Regions from separate parts of the Mus musculus genome. Here region 1 is linked to region 2. A link is a contact called in public HiChIP or PLAC-seq data. All regions are on one chromosome and are shown on one strand. Each heading gives the region's core, a stretch centred on a gene start, on an enhancer-like site or on the middle of the called end of the contact. The rest is flanking DNA. Distances are from core to core; before and after follow the strand shown.

Region 1 (2,777 bases), core at 69-2,568, 300 kb after region 2:
GAGCAGAGAGGAGAGGCTCTCTGAGGCTTTCTGGCTTCCAGTCTAGTCAACACACAAGCCCCAGGTTTAGGAGGGGACGCTGCCCCACAAGAATAGGTGGAGAGAGTGATGGAAGCATACATCTGGTGCCCTCTTCTGGCCCCATGCATGTACCTGCATAGACCATGTACACATATGCTTAGATGTATATATATTAAAATTTAAAACACTGAGATTAATTAATAATCAAATCACCCAGTTCTTAATATTGGGGGGTCCTTTACTTCATGAGTAAACAAACATTCCTTTCAAATAAGAGTAGAATTAAACTTTCCTTTCTTACTTCTTTCCTTCCTTCCTTCCTTCCTTCCTTCCTTCCTTCCTTCCTTCCTTCCTTCCTTCCTCCCTCCCTCCCTCCCTCCCTCCCTCCCTCCCTCTCTCTCTCTCTCTCTCTCTCTCTCTCTCTCTCTCTCTTTCTTTCTTTCTTTTTTTGGACAAGATCTCATTCTTTAGACCAGGCTAGCCTGAAAAATCACTCTGTAGTCCAGGCTGTCCTCATGGAGATGATGAGCCAAATTCCATCATGTCTCAGCTCCGTGTACCAGCCCAATGCTCTCCTGGCCCCTCCTCCAGAAGCAGGGAGTCACCCTGTGAAGTTAGCTTTTGGAGTCTTAGAGCTGCCAATCTTCCTTTCTTGAGTCCTGTGACCCCCCCCCACACACACACCCAACTCTCTTAGAATCTCTAAACTGTGAGATGAGGTGAAATGGCTCCTTCAAGTCACCTAGAAAAGTCACTGTAGCTACAAGGACAGCACTCAGGCCCACTGGCCTCCATTTTCACAACCATACAAAAGACAATGGACATAAAATAACTTTGTAAACTGTAAAATAGCTAAGCCAACATTAACTTTTATTTTCATTGAACAAATAAGTGATTCCAAGAGACTGTCTAATAGTGGACACAAGTCCAGTCGTCCCCCAAGACACAATGTTACTCATATTTAGACAGACAAACTTACCCAGGCAGAATATCTTAAAAAGATTTTTCAGCAGATGTCTGAGGATCTCGTTTTCTGCACAGTGTCTGGACCCAAAGCTGTAATATTTTTCCAAGTAATCCCGAGGATTAAAATGACTTAGATAAGTGTCCTTGGAGGTGAAGCCAGATTCCATCGTGTCTCAGCTCCGTGCACCAGCCTGATGCTCTCCTGTCCCCTCCTCCAGAAGCAGGGAGTCACCCTGTGAAGTTGGCTTTTGGAGTCTTAGAGCTGCCAATCTTCCTCCAGCTCGGCCCATCCCTTAGAGACAGATGTTTGCTAAATACTGACAGTGAAATAGACTGCAGACGTTCAGGCTATTCCAGGAAGTGATGAAATTCCTGGAGAAGGGAGCTTAGGAGAAGAGGGGAGTGGCAGGGGGAGGACCATGAACTCCATGCAGCCCTCTGACCAGTGGTGCAGGTCAGAGGCAAACCTGCAGAAGCCCTGAGTCCAGAGAGACGGGTCATCTCCAAACAATCCAGTAGTCTGCTTGTTCTTGCAAGGATTCTCCCTGGAGGGTCAGGGAAGAGTCCCACCGAATGGTTTCAGTTTGAACAAACAAAAAAAAAGAAAAGGGAATGTGGGGTAAGGAAACGAGCTCATGGCTAAGGAATGTTGGCTAGAGAAAAATAATCTCGGATGGAGTCTGGAAAGATTAATTTTTAAAACATGGACATTGTCTTCCTAGATACAGTATGGTGGCTACCCTCTTGAGCACACTGCAGTCATGGTTACTTGCACAAGGCCAAGCTCACATGCCAACATGCCAGCACCACTAGGACTCAATGAGTTCTAAAGCTGTGAGGGGTCGTGAATGTAGAAGGAGGGAGGATGTGTGATAGTGTAAGAGATAGCCGGGGATGGGTATACTCGTGATGCACAGTGAGAATGTACGAAACTGCCAAAGTATAATCAAAAGGTTCTATAAAAAAAAAAGTCTGAACATCAGATTAATCAATCAAAAACATGGTTAAGGGCTGAAAACATAACTCAGTTGGTAGAATGCTTGCCCGCCATGCGTTTGGCCCGAGGCTTGCTCACCAGCACTGCACAAATCTGCCATGGTGCTGCCTGCATGTAGTTCCAGCACTTAGCACTAGGAGTCAGAACTTCAGGCTCAGCCTTGGCTCCATACATAGCAAGTTCAAGGCCCACCCAATGCAGCTGTGCCTTGCTCCCACCTCTGCCCCTGCTCTGCACTCCCCCAAGTTTCCTGCCACTGCCACTGCCACTGAATTCAAACCCTGACAGTTCTTTCAAAGTAAGCTCCAAGAAACCTCAATTTCCTTACAGAGTTCCTCCCGTTTCCATTCCTGGGCTCACAACTGCCAATTAGAATTCACCCTGCCCAGCCAAACCCTTCATTCTTGTGCCAGCATATATTTGTTCCTGGATTTGCCTGTCAGTTATTTTTCTCACAGCTATTATGGAGGTGATGCGCTGACCAGTAGACGAGGGGCTGTGCCTTGAGTCTGTTTTCCCTGCTCTACGCCCTGAGTTGCTTCACAGAGTTGTTGCTCAAAATAGTGTTTGATTAACCAGCCGGAGATGTTGCACCAAATGCGAAAGCAGTAAGTTCCTGGCATCCCACGGGTCATGATTAAGCAAGAGCTCTTTGGTTACAAGGCATAAAAACTCACCCAGAGAATCTCCACTAAGGTTGGGAATGGAAGGTGCCCACAGTTACATAGTTAGACCCCGTCTCAAAAAAATAATTTTTTGGTTGATATTATAATTAAAACAAATTACAGGAAAT
Region 2 (2,917 bases), core at 44-2,543:
CCATTTAACTTGAGGGCTTACACTTCCAGAGGATTAGAGCCCATGATTATTATAGTGGAGAGAGAGGAGGTGAAGTAGCAGAGAGCTTGCAACTGATTCACAAGTATGTGCCAAATACTGAGAAAGCTAAATGGAAATGGCCTGGGTCTTTGAATCCTCAAAGTCCACCTCCAGTGACACACTCTCTCCAGCAAGGCCACATCCCCTAACCCTTCCCAAACAGTTCCATCAACTGGGCACCAAATATTCAAATAGATGAGTCTATGGGGGAATTCTCATCCAAACCACCACAATGTTAATCTACTAATTAATTAAAGAATAGGAAGAGTTCACTGTGCTGCATCTGATATGTTAAAGCAAGGCATTGTTGTAGCCTGTCAAAACACCCTCACTCACACAAAGACCACAGAGACCATCATCTTGCAAAACACATGAGGATTTTACTTATCCAACATGTTGGGGAACCCCCTCTCAGCACGAAGCCCAGAGAAGAGGCCCAGAACAAAGAAAGGACACTTTTTATACCTTTGTAAGGGCTAGATATAGGCACCAGGGTAGTTTGGCTTATTTTAATTGGTGTAGCTAATAACCTTTTTAGACATTGGTTGGTTTGCATAGGGTGACTCTCATTTTGTCTGTCCTTGAGGTTTTTAGTGTGAGGTGGGGCAAGGAAATTGTTAATCTTGTTTTGGAAGCTTAGTAATTTTGACCGTTAAAACTATGTTTCTAAGCTGGGCATGGTGGAGCACACCTTTAATCCCAGCACTCGGGAGGCAGAGGCTGGCGGATTTCTGAGTTCAAGGCCAGCCTGGTCTACAAAGTGAGTTCCAGGACAGCCAGGGCTATACAGAGAAACCCTGTCTCGAAAAACCAAACCAACCAAACAAACAAACAACCAAAACCCCTATGTTTCTGTATTTGTTTAGTCAGCCAGCTTTCGTATCTGGTTCTGCACTTGGCCTGCAAAGTCTCTGGAAAGTCCTTTTCGAAGGGGGAAGGTACTGAGTGGTCTTGAATTCATTTTGGATATTACATTCCCCCTTTTTCCTTGGTACATTTCTGTTGAAAGCCGGCCTGCGGCTCACAAGAAACAGGTACACCTGGGAGGCAAGCTGGGGCTAAAAAGAGAGGGGAAACTAGGCAGTCGAGAGAAAAATGGAGCCAAGACAAGGTTCCTGATCAAGGCTCAAGTGTTTAATGGCAAATGCGCTTAGCTTATAAAGGGCAGGGGGAGGCCCATTCCCGCCAATTCATTCTTGGAGCCTGGAACCAGCTGTGCAGGATAGGGTGTAGTCTCCAGAATAGCTAAGCGGCCTCACAGCAGGTGGCAGTAACTTGGAGGGGAACAGCGGCAGTGGCTGAACAATAGAGTGATCTAGGGAGGAAGGCTCCACCCTAGGTAATCTCCTTAGTGGCAGCAAGGTCAAGGTCTGGCTCAGCCTGCTTCAGGCTGGGGGAAGGTTACAATTTCCTCCCTGTTGTTAATATTAAAAAAAAAAAAACTGGACTGAGGCATAAAATTTATTTATGCTCTATAGTCCATTTCAATCCTGAAATGATATCTCACTTTGTTACAGTTATTGATATTGTTGTCTGAGCATCAAAACTTGTACTGTACTCAAGCAATTAAGGCTACATGGGCCAAAGGTTAAGAACAAAAACAGGATAAGAAGGGATAGTAAACAGGACTAGGCAGGGACCCTTCCAGCAATGTATGAGGGTCTGGGCATGATGCAGGTGCACGTAGATCAGATCTCCAATCTGAGATCTTTGGGGTACCCAGCTCATTTGCTGTTGCCAGTTGTCCTTCTGCACCACCTGCAAGTCTTTTAACTTAGCATACAGATCATTATTACAACATGTGGGTTTAAACACATCATTTAAGATAGTGATGGGCATGGGAGCCCCATAAAGGATCTCAAAAAAGTAAGACTGAATCAAGAGGGAGTATTTCTGGTTCTAAATAGAGCAAGGGGAAGGAGTACCCAGTTTGTGCCAGTCTCCATGGTTTATTTTGTCAAGGTCTCTTTTAGGGTTCTATTTATCTTTTCTATCTGTCCTGAGCTCTGAGTTCTGTATACACAATATAATTAATTTTTATTTGACCTCTAAATACTTGGCCACACCCTGACTTACCTGGGCAACAAAGGCAGGCTCATTATCTGACCCTATTGTTTTTGACACTCTAAACCTTGAAAAGAAAATTTAATAATCTTTTTGATGACCATCCGAGCAGTCTTATTTTTATAGGGAAAAGTTTTTATCCATCTCAAGAACATATCCACAAAAGCCAGAATGTATTTATACTCATATTTTTTTCCAGTAAAATCTACTTCCCAGTGGACACCAACTCTAGAAATGAGGGCTAAGTCCTCTGCTATGAAGACAAACTCGGGCTCCATTGCCAGGAGCAGCAGCAGGGCCATGGCTGCTATTGTTGTGCCTCTCGGTCTGCCATGTTGTTGTCCCTTGCTATCATGGTATCTCTCTTCTGGTGACTAGGACAGTGGATGATGTTTACCTTGGCAGGGTCATGGAGAGCCTCAGTAGAGCCAGTATTTCTTCTTTGTTCTTAAATTCTTTTTCCTCCAGATGTCAGTAGACTCCTCTGTTGATATATGGCCCCATGGACGTGGACTGTGGCAAAAGTGTACCTGCTATCCGTGTAGATGTTGAGTCTTTTGAGCTGATGTGTCCTTTGGCAGAGCCTATCCAGCTACCACAGCTGCTCCAGCATGTTTTCTTTCTTCTTCTAGATAGCTGTTCCAGTCTGTGAACATCTATACCCTCTAGTGGCTGGTCAGTCAGATCTCCATGTCACCTATGTTTCAGCAAGAACTTGCTGACAGTCTGGGTCTGGGAGCAGAGTAGCTGAGTTCAGACTTGAGGGGGTCAAAAATGACTCTATCAGAGTTGA

Evidence for each region. HiChIP or PLAC-seq counts read pairs in DNA pulled down with a chosen protein or histone mark.
Region 1: a contact with region 2 is called in an H3K27ac HiChIP or PLAC-seq map of embryonic stem cells, with 3 times the contacts expected there. The contact joins the promoter of Nnmt here to the enhancer-like site in region 2. A contact is called at or near these places in 4 of 39 promoter capture datasets (embryonic stem cells, hematopoietic stem and progenitor cells, neutrophils and 1 more), 1 of 484 Hi-C or Micro-C datasets (embryonic stem cells), 3 of 115 datasets of contacts at active chromatin or transcription factors (all in embryonic stem cells) and 2 of 9 other capture datasets (embryonic stem cells and macrophages).

The regions. Positions count from the first base shown.
Region 1 is chr9:48,603,805-48,606,581 of GRCm38.p6, forward strand. It overlaps Nnmt (nicotinamide N-methyltransferase), which reads right to left and starts at 1,319. Exons shown (of 3, transcript NM_010924.3): 1 at 1,001-1,319. The coding sequence starts at 1,154.
Region 2 is chr9:48,302,443-48,305,359 of GRCm38.p6, forward strand. It overlaps a transcript of Nxpe4 not described here. Among named protein-coding and RNA genes, the nearest start is that of Gm51672, 20 kb to the left of the region's middle. Within about 2 kb of position 1,294, at least 9 of the 459 cell types and tissues checked have an H3K27ac peak or open chromatin away from gene starts, as enhancers often do. A contact at or near this core is called in embryonic stem cells, where this site is marked.